4 separate regions of the Mus musculus genome follow, and all the other regions are linked to region 1. Evidence: chromatin contacts called from public ChIA-PET and HiChIP or PLAC-seq data. All regions are on one chromosome and are shown on one strand. Each heading gives the region's core, a stretch centred on a gene start, on an enhancer-like site or on the middle of the called end of the contact. The rest is flanking DNA. Distances are from core to core; before and after follow the strand shown.

Region 1 (3,241 bases), core at 99-2,598:
TGGACTCAGCTCACAGTTTACTTTGATAGCTGCTGGAACAAGTCATCATTTAGTTTCACAAAGGACTCCTTTATGACGTGATCACTTTGACTACTTAAGTAAATTTTCTAGTTCGGAGGCAGAAATGCCACACAGTTAGATTTTAAAAAGATAATTTATCAGTGCTATGTACATTTATCTAAAATAATGGTGGGATATATTCAACACTGAACACAAACCTGCCACACCCCCAATACATAGACAGTAAACACAAGTACTGATATTCAGATCCACAATGCTGGCAGCACCATGTTGCTTGTCCTGCATCAAACTCTAAACCCTGGACACTCACTGACACAATGCCTGACTACCTCTCAGGTCCAACAGTACTTTCTAACTCAGAAAGTTCTAGAAAATTAACTGCAAACTGTCTTAAATTTGTATGCAGCAAAGCAGACTGTGTCCAGGGAAGAAGCAAACCTGTTATAGGAGTACATAACATGTCCACCTGGCACAAGAAAGCTGTACCTGAACAACTGTAGCTACACCTAACAGCTCCTTCAGAATTGACAAGCTTTAGGCAAAAGCTACCCCAAAGCAGAGTGATTACATTACTGTTAAGGGCCTACTTATTTTTAAAATCTGCAAAAGTGGGTACAATTCTGTTTGTCATTTGCCTTAAATATGAAAAACTTCCCATCCCAATTCTTAAAGGTACCATCAATGATTTATACCTAGTTCATTTTACCTAACATAAACTAAACCTATCGTCTTTCTTAATCTACCATTCATATTCAATTTTTTCTTTATTTCTTTTAGAAAAAACCCAAAACTACAGATTTGTCTAAGCATTTAAAATTAAATAAACAACGGACTGCTGACTGCTGACTCCTGCCGCACACAATGGCTTCCAAATTACCTGATGCCAATTTTCTGATCAGTCTTAAAAGAGAAAAGACGAAAAAAATCAAGAGGCCAGCCAGAATGGGGCATGCTATGAGATTTAAAATCACTCTAGCTCATAGAGTCTACAATTTTCATAACCACATAACAATATGTAGTATTTCTAAAGCGAACAGATTTGGCACTAAAAACACACAACACGGCTTTAGGTTAATACAAAAGCTTCCTATGTTTTCAAATAAAAGCGAATGTTCAAAATCAGCAAATCTTACCACTCATTTTGTTTCTACAGGAGCAGCAGCCAGCGAACAAGAAAACCCAACAAGGAAACGGCGTAGTACACGTTAGCAGCTTTAATTGGAGAACAGTTTCGCTTTTTTTTTTTTTTCCTCAAAGCTGGTAAGAGGAAAAGATCCTTTGACCGAGTCACGTGACCGGTATCACATGACCCGCAGTGAACCGGGAAAGACCGGGAGAGGAAACAGCGCAGAGGGTACGCTGGGGCGCTACTGAAACAAAACACTTAAAGGCTTCTTCAGCTGCTTTCCTGACTGCAACGCGTTCTGCCTTAAGAGCCAAAGTAAACCCTAATCAAAAGAACCTGGTGGATAGGCACGCGATGGAAAACCATCCTCTTTGTGTTCGCGGTTTGACTAACGCAGCCTGCTGCTTTTTCACATAGAAAGATTGGGGTAAAATGAATTCAAAGCCTTGATCCAAAATATGAGTGTATAGTTTGTGATCATTTCATGCTCGATACTCAAGCTATGCCTATAACACACAGAGAATTGCCCACACAATAGAATTAAATGACAAGTTCCTTACAGGTGGAATATATTTCAGGCTTGTTTTGTTTTTCCTTAAAAGCTAATGAAGGCTTCTGCTTTTATAGTCAGTGTACTTTGTTTTTAGTGATTATTTTAAAAATAGAACTTACTCTTGACATTAAGGAAAGATCCTTGGTGGATAGTATTCTTAAAGCAGGAATGTGAAAAATACTCAGTTAATTGAGGTGAAAACTTATTCTTTTGGAAAAAAAATACGCCCCGTAAATTACTTAAGAGGGCATATAAGTTCAGAGGAACTTTATCAACTGCTTACATACACAAGCAATGGCTGGGATCTGTGACACGCACCACAGTGGGGAAGATGGATTTGGGTACTAGGTGATACTAAAAGTTAAAATGAGCTCCGATACTTACTAGCATGGCAAATGTACTACTATTGGGCTCTGTCTCCTGTGGAAAGGTTAAAATGATCAACCTCAAAGCACTGTTGCAGAATCAAGTTAGACAAACTAGTACATGAAATACACTGTTTAGGACCTCTCAGTAACTGATAGTTATTGTAAGTAAAAGTATGATCGCTGACTCTCAAAACTAAAGATTACACAGTGAGACGAACCATGTGGAGTGTCCTACTTGTTAACGCAAACTGAGGTATCATTACTAGAGAAGCTGAGGCAGGAGCAGATAAGTAACTTGAGGGTACATAGGCAAAGGCAGGGTTGCTTCATATAATCACATGTTAAAGGCCAGGCCCTATTTAAAGGCCCAGTGTCTTTCCTGAAGAAGAAAAAAAAAAAAAAAAAAAAAAAAAAAACCTGGCAGGACACACCCCTGGCAACTTGACTCAATAAAAGCAAGTCAGAGGCCAGAGGAGAAGAGACACTGGTTTAAAGTGGAAAAGGGTAATAGCTGACCTTTTATTCCATTATGAATGCATTTCCCCTGAGGCTGTGGGATGGGCGCTTACTTCCCTGTTCTCTCTCACTGCGCCACTCTGCCCTCCTATGCTATTTTGACAGTCAGTGAGTTGTTTTTTTTTTTTTTTTTCTTTCTGCCCCAACACTTGCTGTCAGGTCAATGACTTCAATGTCCAAACTCTAGATCTATGATTTCTCTGCTCCTTTTCCTGCTGTGTTCTTAAAGCTTGAACTTATTTCTTACAACTATAAGTACATCCTGTTTCACAGCTAATCTTACCAAAATCACTATAGAGAGACCTAATACTCTTCGTTTAAATTACTATTCTTAGACCTGACCTTGATCAAACCGTACCTTATTTCACAGCTCAAATTTTTTAGGATTTTCACAGCATCAGCAGATTCCAACGCTGCACAGTCGTTGCCTCGGCTAGTTGGTTAGACAATATTTGATGGCAGCCATTAAGCACACTGAAGTGACTTCCCTAAACCTAAGCAGTAGAGCCCAGTGATGGACACTGCTCTCCATCGAGCCAGGTTGTACCACTCAGGTTTCTGCTCCTCCTAAGGTTGCTTTTATTCTTATCTTTACAGTCTTCTAGTTGAGAAGGATATTAATGGTAGACTACTAGTTCTAGTTGAGAAGGATATTAA
Region 2 (3,229 bases), core at 660-3,159, 570 kb after region 1:
CCAGCATTGTCCTTCTGAGCTTACACAGCGTCAGGCAGGCCTCGGTCGCAGGCCTGTGGCAAGAAAGAAATGTGTAATCTGCTAGGACTTGTTCCATACCTCCCTGCCCTTCCCAGTGGCTAAGGCTCATTCATGGGTCATGACTTTCTTCTTACTCTTCTGGGGCTCCTTCCAGCGAAGCCTAATTAGGGAGGGATTGTATGGGTGGGGCAGGAGGTGAGTCTATAGTTGTTAGTGCCTGTTCATAGAGAAAGAAAAATAAAACCTATGTACACTGGATTCTCTGCTCAACCAAACGAGACGCTTTTAAAAGGTTTGGCACGTGTGTCCTTAAGTTGATCCCATAAAGGCATATTATAATTCATTATAATGTAAAATTAGCCAAGCCTTGAATTTTTGATAATTCTGTGGCCTCTTGAGGTCTTTAGTAGTCCACTGGGTGGTTACAGAACCATGTAATTCCATCTGGGAATTAGATTCTTAGTCTTTCTGTCTCATAGAATGCTAGTGAGAGTTGAGATGTCTGAGTGCTTAACAAAACAAAGCAGCAGCAACAACCCCCCCCCCTTTTATTAGCTGCTTAGCTCTCTGTATGTGGAGTTCACTGCAGCACGGCTTCAGCCATGCAGTACGGCAGGGCCAGAGTGTTCAGGGCTCTCATTGCAGGGCCGAGTCTGACTCCTCCTTGGCTGTTCATCCAGGTTACCCTGAAGATGGGGCTTAGCTGAAGCAGTGTCCTGCCCTGGGTCCTCCCAGCTAGCTCCCAGCTGTCTGTCATGCACATTATCCTTAGAACACTGTCTTCTTACCTCACCTCCTTGTCCAGAGCTCTCTCCCACTTACCTGTCACATCAGCTCAACACTGCGCTCATGGGCCTTTGTTGTAAGAGACAGCATGGTTCCTAGCAAAGCCCATGGCTTACTTGCCCCTACACTGAGTTGTCTGTTCCAGATAGAAGCTCCTATCAGTGCCTCTTTCCTGTCTTACTATGCCTCTCTGCCTGTAGCTTGGCTATAGGTTTTCCTCTGCCTCACAGGCTCTGTGCTCCTCTGACAAATCCAAAGTCTGTCAGTCCCAGTAGCTCCCAGGTCTGCTGTCTTACCCAGCAGAGCTGGTAGACTGCTATACTCTCATTTGCTGCTTCTCTCCAGGTGGAAGCCGAGCTCCCAGTCTGGCCCCTGCAGCACCTGTTTGAATAATGTTAGTCATGGAACAAGCTGCCCTTGATGCCTCAGTCTTTGGGACTACCTCATTTCATTGCCTCTGGGACAGTGGCTGCTTGGTAGCCTGTACCCTGTCTATAAGTTATGCATTTTTCTCTCCCTACCTTGAGTTTTTTTTTTCCCCTTAAAAATACAATAAAGCCAGGCAGTGGTGGCACATGCCTTTAAACCCAGCACTTGGGAGGCAGAGGCGGAGGCGGAGGCAGAGACAGGCAGGTTTCTGAGTTCAAAGCCAGCCTGGTCTACAGAGTAAGTTCCAGGACAACCAGGGCTACACAGAGAAACCCTGTCTCAAAAAAACCAAACCAAACCAAAATAATAAAACTGATAATAAGAGTATAAATGATATGGCTTATACAGACTACTTTTGCCTCAGAGCTAGTGTTGTGCCCAAACCAGGATGCTCTGATGACCGCCACTGAGGCCCTTATGTCTTCTGTGAGGTGGGAGCAGTGGGCACATTTTCCTTCTAGTAGATGGATTTTATTGGCTGTTTCCATATCTGCTGAAAAGCATATACTTAGAAAACCAGATCGTTTGGGCCATTTTCTCATTGTGCAGGGCCATTCCACAGAGCACCAGCTGTGGGAGTCAGTTCCTTGATCCAACCACACAAACGTTAGGAGAGATTAGACAAGGTCTGCCAACCCAAGTGCATGACCCAAATACAATCTTGTGTAAGAGGCATTTCACTAAAAGCTGTGCAGCGATGAGTTAACCAAACTGCCAGACGTCCTGGCTTTGCCCTGACCCATGAGGCTAAAAGTCAAAGTGGAATCTTTTATGCTACATTTCCAGTCATGGATCTGAAAACGAGTTATTTATCCAACCTCAGGGATCAGGATTAGTCCACTAGCCACACTTCCCAAACAGGCCTATTGAAATCGCGTGACACTGAAGTTCCCTGTTTTAATCCTTACACAGAAAGGGTCACTCAGCTGGTCACTCATTTCCCTGCGGTTTCGTTGAACCGACTGACAGTCTCTGTTTCTGCTTATTTCTTTCATTCCTTCTGTTTACACCCTTCTTTGGCTTAGCCCACTTCATCTTGTGGCATGAGATTGCCCAATTATAGACGTGAAGAGAGAGAGCAGGAAGTTCTGATTTGCAGGAGCAGCATAGAGTGGAGGCCCTGCTGTGCTGATTGCTGTACCAGACACTGTGCCCAGCACATATGGGGATCCACTCAGTATATCGCATCCTTTTAGTGTGCAGAAGGCCAGGAGCCAGCAGGGTAAGGCATCCTCTTGGCATGCAGGAGGCCTGGAATCCCTTCAGTAGATTCTGTCAGCATGCAGAAGTCCCAGGGTTGCTCTCTGGCATTAAAACAACAAACTATTGAGTTCATTGTACAGAGCAGAAGCCAGGGTGACTTTTCAGCCCTCTCCTTGTAAAGTACCTGATGGTTTGGTTTTGGTGACAGGGACAAGCCCAGGGCAGTTTTCCTGCTGAGCTAGTTTATGTATAGAACCCCATCCTACCTTGAGATTTTATGCATTGACCCAGGTAAGATGATCCATGTCTTTATCTAGTTAGTAATGCTTTTAAGGGTTAAACATTGCATGTTTGTTTGTTTGTTTGTTTGTTTGTTTTTCTAGACAGGGTTTCTCTGTGTAGCCCTGTGTAGTCCTGAAACTCACTCTGTAGACCAGGCTGGCCTCGAACTCAGAAATCTGCCTGCCTCTGCCTCCCAAGTGCTGGGATTAAAGGCATGCGCCACCACGCCCAGCTTAAACATTGCATTTTTAACTCAAAGTAAGATGGCATATATTTTTAAGACCTACTGGTAATCAATAGATCCTCATGTTATAAATGCCACCAAAGTATGGTTCCAGCATTTGGTGGCTGAAAGTTTAGGAAGTGAGTTGTCCAAGTCTTGCTTTGTTCTTTCTGTTCCTTGGGCCTATCCACCTCTGTCAGCTAGTTAGTCGGCACAGTCTGAGTCAAGTGCACTCGGGGAAGGAGAGGCCAGCTCTTGTCCTCCTGTTAATGTGCCTCTGTGGCA
Region 3 (3,138 bases), core at 492-2,991, 610 kb after region 1:
GAATAGAATACATAGGAGTATAGTTAATAAAATAAATGTAAGGGGCTGGAGAGATGGCTCAGCAGTTAAGAGCACCAACTGCTCTTCTGAAGGTCCTGAGTTCAAATCCCAGCAACCATATGATGACTCACAACCATCTGTAATGAGATCTGATTCCCTTTTGTGGAGTGGAGTATCTGAAGACGGCTACAGTGTACTTACTTATAATAAGTAAATAAATCTTTAAAAAAATAAATGTAAGACTTGTATTCTGAAAACTATAAACTATTATTGAAAGAAATTAAAGCCTGGAAGGATGGGAAGGAGCCGCATCCTCCGTATGGATTGAAGACTTCATGCTACATGTGACATCCCCCAAACTGACACATTAGCCCGTGAACTTTCTTTCAAAATCTTCAGAGAAAATGACAAGTCAGTCCTAAAACTCACATGGAAATTTAAGTTTCAGGACAGTTAAATTGATCTTGCAAAAAGAACAAAGTACAATTGTGTCTCTTTATTCCAAAAAATTGGAATGCTATAGTAACTAAGACAGTGTATTCTCACCAAAATAGCTACATAGATAACAGACTGGAAATGAGTCTCAGGAATAAACATGTGTACACTAAAAAAAAAAAAAAATCAATAGACTTTCAACAGCTGTCAACAGAGAAAAAGAAAAAGAATAATAATAAAAAAAAAGGATGCATTTCAAGAGATGGTGTGGGAATGGGCATAGCTCAGTGAAGTGTTTGCCACAAAGTAAGAGGCCCTGGATTCACACCAAGGAGAAAGAGTGAGAGGAAAGAGGGGGGTGGGGCTCCTGTGCTGGAACAACTGGAGGGAGAAGTCCTCCCCTGCCCTCTTGCAAAACTAAGTCAAAGTGGATTGAAACTGAAACAGAAAACTAAGAGCACAAAGCTCTTGGGAAAAATGAGGTCTTGATGCCTCCAAACTTGACAATGTTTTTGTTCATACATCAAAATACCAGTAGCCAAAACAACCAACCATCACCACCAACAACAACAAAAAAAAAAGAAGCAAAAAACAAAACAAAAAACAAACCAAAGATGACCTGAAGTTTCTCAGAGGATAAAACATTTTCAAAACACATATTTCATAGAAAAAGATATATACAGAACATATTTTTTTTTTAAATCATTGCCGCCTGTTGTGGTGGCTGTGCCTTTAATTCCAGAACTGAGGGGCAGACTTAGGCAGAGCTCTGTGAGTTTGAGGTCTGTTTGCACACCGCCACGCTCAGTGAGGAAGACTCTTGCTGTCTTTTCAGAAAGGATTTTAACACACACTTCTCTAAAGCAGATGTTCGCTATCATTAGCTACCAGCTACATATGCCTATGATCCAGCCCCAGGGGACCCAATGTCTCTGGCCTTCACAGATACTGTAAACATGCATGTACCTACACATAGAAACACCCTCCCACACACACTTAAAAATAATAAATCTTTAAAAATAAAACATAAATTGGTAAAGCCATTTTAGAAAATATCCCTGCCATTTCTCAAAAAGGTTAAAGATTTAACATATGACCCAGAAATTTTACTTACATATACATAGAAAAATAAAAACATGTTTTACAAACCTTATATATGAATATTGACATTATTCATAATACATCAAAGAAGAAATAATCCAGTTTCTATCAACTGATGAATTATAAACATAATGTAGTATGTGACAGAAACTACAACACAGATGAACCTTGAACCTGTGCTCTATAAAGAAGCCATCCACACTCAAGGCTGGGGACGAAGTTCAGTGGAAGAACATTTGCCTAGGATTTGCAAGGTCATAGAACTCAGTCAGGACCCTACCCTGCACACCTGCACACACGTGCGCGCGCGCGCACACACACACACACACACACACCCTAAATATGAAATTACATATGATTCTATTTACATAAAATGTTCAGATTCGACAAATCTACAGAAAAAGAAAGTAGATTTATGTTGTTGAGGACTCTTAGAGACAACAGAGTTTCTCTTTGGTGTGAGAAAATGGTTTAAATAAAATAGATTGTGTTAGTAGTTTTACAACTCTACAAATATACTAAATCACTGAACTATACATTTAAAAATGTATGCTTTGATAAACTGCACACACTCCTCTAAATGTTTTTTATCCCCTTTAAGAAGAAAAAGGAAGCTAGGAGGAATTATTCTGTTTATAAGCCCCACTTTCCTTCCCCTCCCCACATTCCTGTTTTGGAGTCTCTGATTCTTTGTAAATCTTTTTTTGTTGTTGTTGTTTTTGTTTGTTTGTTTGTTTGTTTGTTTCAAGACAGGGTTTCTCTGTGTAGCCCTGGTTGTCCTGGAACTCACTTTGTAGACCAGGCTGGCCTCGAACTCAGAAATCCGCCTGTCTCTGCCTCCCGAGTGCTGGGATTAAAGGCGTGCACCACCACCACCCGGCTGTAAATCATTTTTTGTTACTAGGATCAGAGCACCAGTGCTCTGTGTATGACAGGCAAATGCTTCACCACTGAACTACAACACCAGCTTTTTTATTATTGAATTTTGAGACAGAGTCTCACTAAGTGGCCAGAGTGGTCTTGAACTTAACATGTAGTGCTGGCAAGTCCTCAAATTTGTGAGTCAGCCTCTCAAGAATAGTTGTGATTACAGGCATACACCATATCTCCTGGTTAGATAGCTGGCTGGTCTCTGGCTCATGTCATTTCCACAGTAAAATGAAATCTAGCTTATCACAATACAGAAAAGGTTAAATGTTTGTGTCATTAAATAGTTATTAAAATATATACCTCTAATTTGTAAAAGCTATATAAAAAATATAAATGGTATTCAACAAGGAACTCTATGTATGTTATACAATGTATGGTAATATATACTACTAAGCTAATGTAGATGGTCACTTGAATGTGATATATAGCACACAGTCAACTATGAGCAGGAAGAAACGATGGGGAAGTGACTGCTTTTCTTACCTGGTCCAAATGTCGGTCTCTCATGAGCTCATACTCATTTTGCAATGTATGCTGAAACAGAGTCCAGATGATGTGCTCTAGCTCTGGGTGGTCAGACAGAAGGCGTGCACAGAGTGTATTTAGTCGGAGATATGCTAGACGGTACACTGCAGACAGAAGGTGAAAGGGCCTGCTTACTGTCCATTCTCA
Region 4 (3,535 bases), core at 141-2,640, 510 kb after region 1:
CCTGGCCAGTGAGAGACCTTATGTCATTTTTAAAGAGAAAGGAAACAAAAGCAAAATAAGGTGAGTTGGGTATGGTTGGCACACACCCTTAATCCCAGCATTTGGAAGGCAGAGGTAGGTGGATCTCTGAGTTCCAAGCCAGGCTGATCTACAGATGAGTTTCGGGACAACCAGAGCTATACAGAGAAACCTGTCTCAAAAACAAAACAAAATAATAACAAAAACGGCAAAAATTTTAAAAAATTTAAAATTTAAAATAAACCTAAGGTGAGCAGCTGCCTGAGAACTAGTGGAAGCGTGACAGGTTTTCTGGTCTTCACATGCATGCATGCACATAAACTTGTACCTGCCACACACACACACACACACACACACACACGCACACGCACACACACACGCACACGCACACGCACACGCACACACACACATCTATGCATACACATGAAGAAAAGAAAATACTTTAAAAATCCCTTCTATATAAACACCGTTGGGGCTGGGGACCATATTTGAGCCACTACAAGAGAGACATAGTTGCATAAATGCCTATAATCTCAGCACTTAGGAGGCTGGGGCAGGATGTCTCCTGAGAGGCTCTGCCAGAGCAGATGTTTGCAGCCAACCATCAGACTAAGCACGGAGACCCCAATGGAGGATTAGGGGAAGGACTGAAGGAGCTGAAGGGGTTTGCAGCCCCATAGGAAGAACAACAATATTAACCAACCAGACACCCCCCCCAGCCCCCAAGATCTCCCAGGGACTAAACCACCAACCAAAGAATACACATGATGGGGCTCATGGCTCCAGCTGCATAAGTAGCAGAGGAAGGCCTTATCTTACATCGATGGGAGGGGAAGCCCTTGGTCCTGTGCAGGCTTAATGCCCTAGCATAAGGGGATGCTAGGGTGATGAAGTGGGAGTGGGTGGGTGAGCACCCTCATAGAAACAGGGGGACGGGGAGGGGATAGGGGGGTTTACAGAGGGGAAACCAGGAAGGGGGATAACATTTGAAATGTATATAAGTAAAATAACCAATTTTTTTTTTGTTTTTTACAAAAAGAAAGCTTAAGGCCAGTCTGGGCCATAAAGGAAACCCTGTCTAAAATGAAAATAAATTGAGAGAGATGAGGGAAAGAGGGAGAGAAGGGAAGACAGATAGAGGGAGAAGGAAGGGGAGATGGGAGCAGAGAAAAGCTTTTTAAAAGGTAGAGTCACAGAGAACAGTCCAGCATTTGCTCCCTTCCTGCAGTCATGTGTCTGAGCACTGATACTCCTCACTTGCGTGCCAGGGAGCTGCTTCAAAAATGAAACCAGAAGACTCTTAGCCTGCAGGTGGCTCTGGTAGCCAGAAACAGATGTACGTTCTACAAGGACAGAGAAGTAGGGCAGCATATTTTTTTTTCCAAAACAAAGACTGAGGAAACCACAGCTGCAGTTGGTGGGCAGGCGGCATCCTGGTTCTGAGTTTGCAGCGCCCGAAGGAGGAGTTTTGAGGCCAGAGGAGAGGCGGGGTCACCCAGGAGCCCCCGCATTGTCAAGATTTCAGAGACGTTTCTCAAAGATAAGCGCATTATTATTTTTTTCTAAAAGGAAATACATAAAACTTGGGGTTGAAATTAAAGACTAATGTTTTCTCCCACAATCACATTAATCTCTCTCTCTCTCTCTCTCTCTCTCTCTCTCTCTCTCTCTCTCTCTCTCTCTCAAAGTTGAAAATAAAGAACCATGGTGTTTTGATCTCTGTGCTGTATGCAATGGCAGACATATGCTGGCAAGTTTAAGATGCCTTTTCAGCTACAAATATTAATCACATAGCCGCCTGGCCATGATGGTGCTGGTCTGACGTTCCATAGCCTGGGAGGCTGAAACAGCAGGAATATAAATTCAAGGCCACCTGGATACAGAGCAGGTTACAGGGCAGCCTGAAGCACAAGAAACCTATCCCATTTTGGTGATATCTGCCTCACAGGAAACATAGAGAATTATGCCTTTATTATCTTGCCTTGTCCTGTGAGACAATAAATCCCATTCTCCAAAGACTTACACACATTGGATCCCTACTGCCTCCTTGTGGAATCCCATCAGATGTCCCTGGCTTTTCTAGATTGTCAGATCCCAAGATGGAAGCAGGAATCTGAACCCTGGGCTCCAGGCTTTGTCTGCCAGCACGTTGGAAAAGCAGGGAGCCAGATCCCAGCCCAGACTTCACAAATCCGAACGCTGCATTTATGAACCCCTAGTCTTCACTGTCCTGATGGATTTGAGATAGGTCACCAACTTGTATGAATTAGGGCAGAGTCAGAGTGAGTCTTGGGGCTCTTGTCCTCTTTTGTGAAATGAGGGCATATTGGAGTTCATAGGCTAAAATCAAGGTGTCTGCAGGGCCAGAAAGCCCTGGAAGATAGTGTGTTTTCTTGCCTGCATTTCAGAATCAGCAAAGGCCAGTCATGTGTTCACTCCATGTCACTCCACCCTAACCTCCTCCCTTCAGGCTGTTTTCTGTTGGTATGAACACCCATGAATTTGATTTGAAAAGAGAGGATTCATCTAGGTTTTTCAGTTCTGGGCGCTGCAAATCGAAAATCAGGGAGCCACATCTGGAGAGGCCTGTGCCCTTTTGGTAAGCCAGCCATGATGACACGCATCTCTAGCTGAGAGACCTTTGTGTATAAATCCATTGTAGTTGCTAAATCACAGCCTCATTATGTAGTTCTAGAATCCACCGATGCCATGTATCTGAATTCTCTCTTATGGATCACCTCATATGACCATCTACCGTCTGTTCATTTACTCGTTCGTCCACTCTGTGGTGATTAATCTTCATTGTCATTTCAGCTGGACTTAGAACCACCTACCACTAGACATGTCTATGAGGATGTTTCCAGAACAGGTTGACTGAAGAGGGAGGACCCAGCCCCACTGAGTGGTACTGTTTAATTGGCTCAGGTCCCAGATTGAATAAAGGAGAAGGCGGTCTGAGAGACAGGAATTCTCTCCTCTTTGCTTCCTAACTGCAGAAGCGATGTGGGAGGGGCTGCCTCATGCTCCTCCCACCACGGTACCACGGAGAGAAGGACAGGTACCCTCAAACTTTGAGCTGTGGTAAACACTTACTTACTTAAGGAGATTCTGCCAGTTATTTTGACACAGCAACAGGAACCGTGCACACTCCTTCAGTGAATACTGCACTTCCACCATGTACATAGTCCTGGCGATGCAGTAAGGACTGTGGCCCTGCATCTTAACAGATTCCTAAGCAAACTGAGATGCTGGGGGTCTCTGGGAAGCTGGGATGCTGGGGGGTCTCTGAGAGTCTCAGGGAAGCCTACCAGGCCTGCGTTGCCCAAGCTTCGCTTCCACCCCGCTGCATCAGCGTTTCCTGTTTCACAGTTGGTACCTTTCTAGTGCCTGACACACAGGAAACCCTTAGGTAAGGGAACACAATAGTCTGTAAGTGTCTGAAGCCGGAGACAAGCCCTTTTCCAGCTCATCTTCCAGAGCTGGCCTCCAGCATCTTTCCTCTCTTGGGTCATAAACA

The links. ChIA-PET counts read pairs in DNA pulled down with a chosen protein or histone mark. HiChIP or PLAC-seq counts read pairs in DNA pulled down with a chosen protein or histone mark.
Region 2: an H3K27ac HiChIP or PLAC-seq map of bone marrow-derived dendritic cells shows a contact between it and region 1, with 2.8 times the contacts expected there. The contact joins two enhancer-like sites. A contact is called at or near these places in 2 of 115 datasets of contacts at active chromatin or transcription factors (bone marrow-derived dendritic cells and embryonic stem cells) and 2 of 9 other capture datasets (liver and pancreatic islet).
Region 3: an H3K27ac HiChIP or PLAC-seq map of large pre-B cells shows a contact between it and region 1, with 2.2 times the contacts expected there. The contact joins two enhancer-like sites. A contact is called at or near these places in 1 of 39 promoter capture datasets (cranial neural crest), 1 of 484 Hi-C or Micro-C datasets (bone marrow-derived macrophages), 2 of 115 datasets of contacts at active chromatin or transcription factors (CD8 T cells and large pre-B cells) and 1 of 9 other capture datasets (adipose tissue).
Region 4: a contact with region 1 is called in an RNA polymerase II ChIA-PET map of memory CD8 T cells, with 44 read pairs. The contact joins two enhancer-like sites. A contact is called at or near these places in 6 of 39 promoter capture datasets (the 3T3-L1 cell line, cranial neural crest, hippocampal neurons and 2 more), 1 of 15 datasets of contacts at CTCF or cohesin (the NIH/3T3 cell line), 7 of 484 Hi-C or Micro-C datasets (the C10 cell line, the G1E-ER4 cell line, LSK cells and 4 more) and 13 of 115 datasets of contacts at active chromatin or transcription factors (the 230-238 cell line, acute myeloid leukemia, bone marrow-derived dendritic cells and 10 more).

The regions. Positions count from the first base shown.
Region 1 is chr14:72,601,768-72,605,008 of GRCm38.p6, forward strand. The region is part of intron 3 of Fndc3a (fibronectin type III domain containing 3A); the gene reads right to left. Among named protein-coding and RNA genes, the nearest start is that of Fndc3a, 110 kb to the right of the region's middle. Within about 2 kb of position 1,349, at least 368 of the 459 cell types and tissues checked have an H3K27ac peak or open chromatin away from gene starts, as enhancers often do. A contact at or near this core is called in the G1E-ER4 cell line, acute myeloid leukemia, bone marrow-derived dendritic cells and 10 more, where this site is marked.
Region 2 is chr14:73,170,477-73,173,705 of GRCm38.p6, forward strand. The region is part of intron 10 of Rcbtb2 (regulator of chromosome condensation (RCC1) and BTB (POZ) domain containing protein 2); the gene reads left to right. Among named protein-coding and RNA genes, the nearest start is that of Gm52109, 5.6 kb to the left of the region's middle. Within about 2 kb of position 1,910, at least 72 of the 459 cell types and tissues checked have an H3K27ac peak or open chromatin away from gene starts, as enhancers often do. A contact at or near this core is called in bone marrow-derived dendritic cells and liver, where this site is marked.
Region 3 is chr14:73,208,655-73,211,792 of GRCm38.p6, forward strand. Rb1 (RB transcriptional corepressor 1) reads right to left here. Exons shown (of 27, transcript NM_009029.3): 20 at 2,950-3,095. Among named protein-coding and RNA genes, the nearest start is that of Mir687, 3.4 kb to the left of the region's middle. Within about 2 kb of position 1,742, at least 11 of the 459 cell types and tissues checked have an H3K27ac peak or open chromatin away from gene starts, as enhancers often do.
Region 4 is chr14:73,115,756-73,119,290 of GRCm38.p6, forward strand. No RefSeq gene overlaps it. Among named protein-coding and RNA genes, the nearest start is that of Gm35388, 15 kb to the left of the region's middle. Within about 2 kb of position 1,391, at least 152 of the 459 cell types and tissues checked have an H3K27ac peak or open chromatin away from gene starts, as enhancers often do. A contact at or near this core is called in the G1E-ER4 cell line, acute myeloid leukemia, bone marrow-derived macrophages and 9 more, where this site is marked.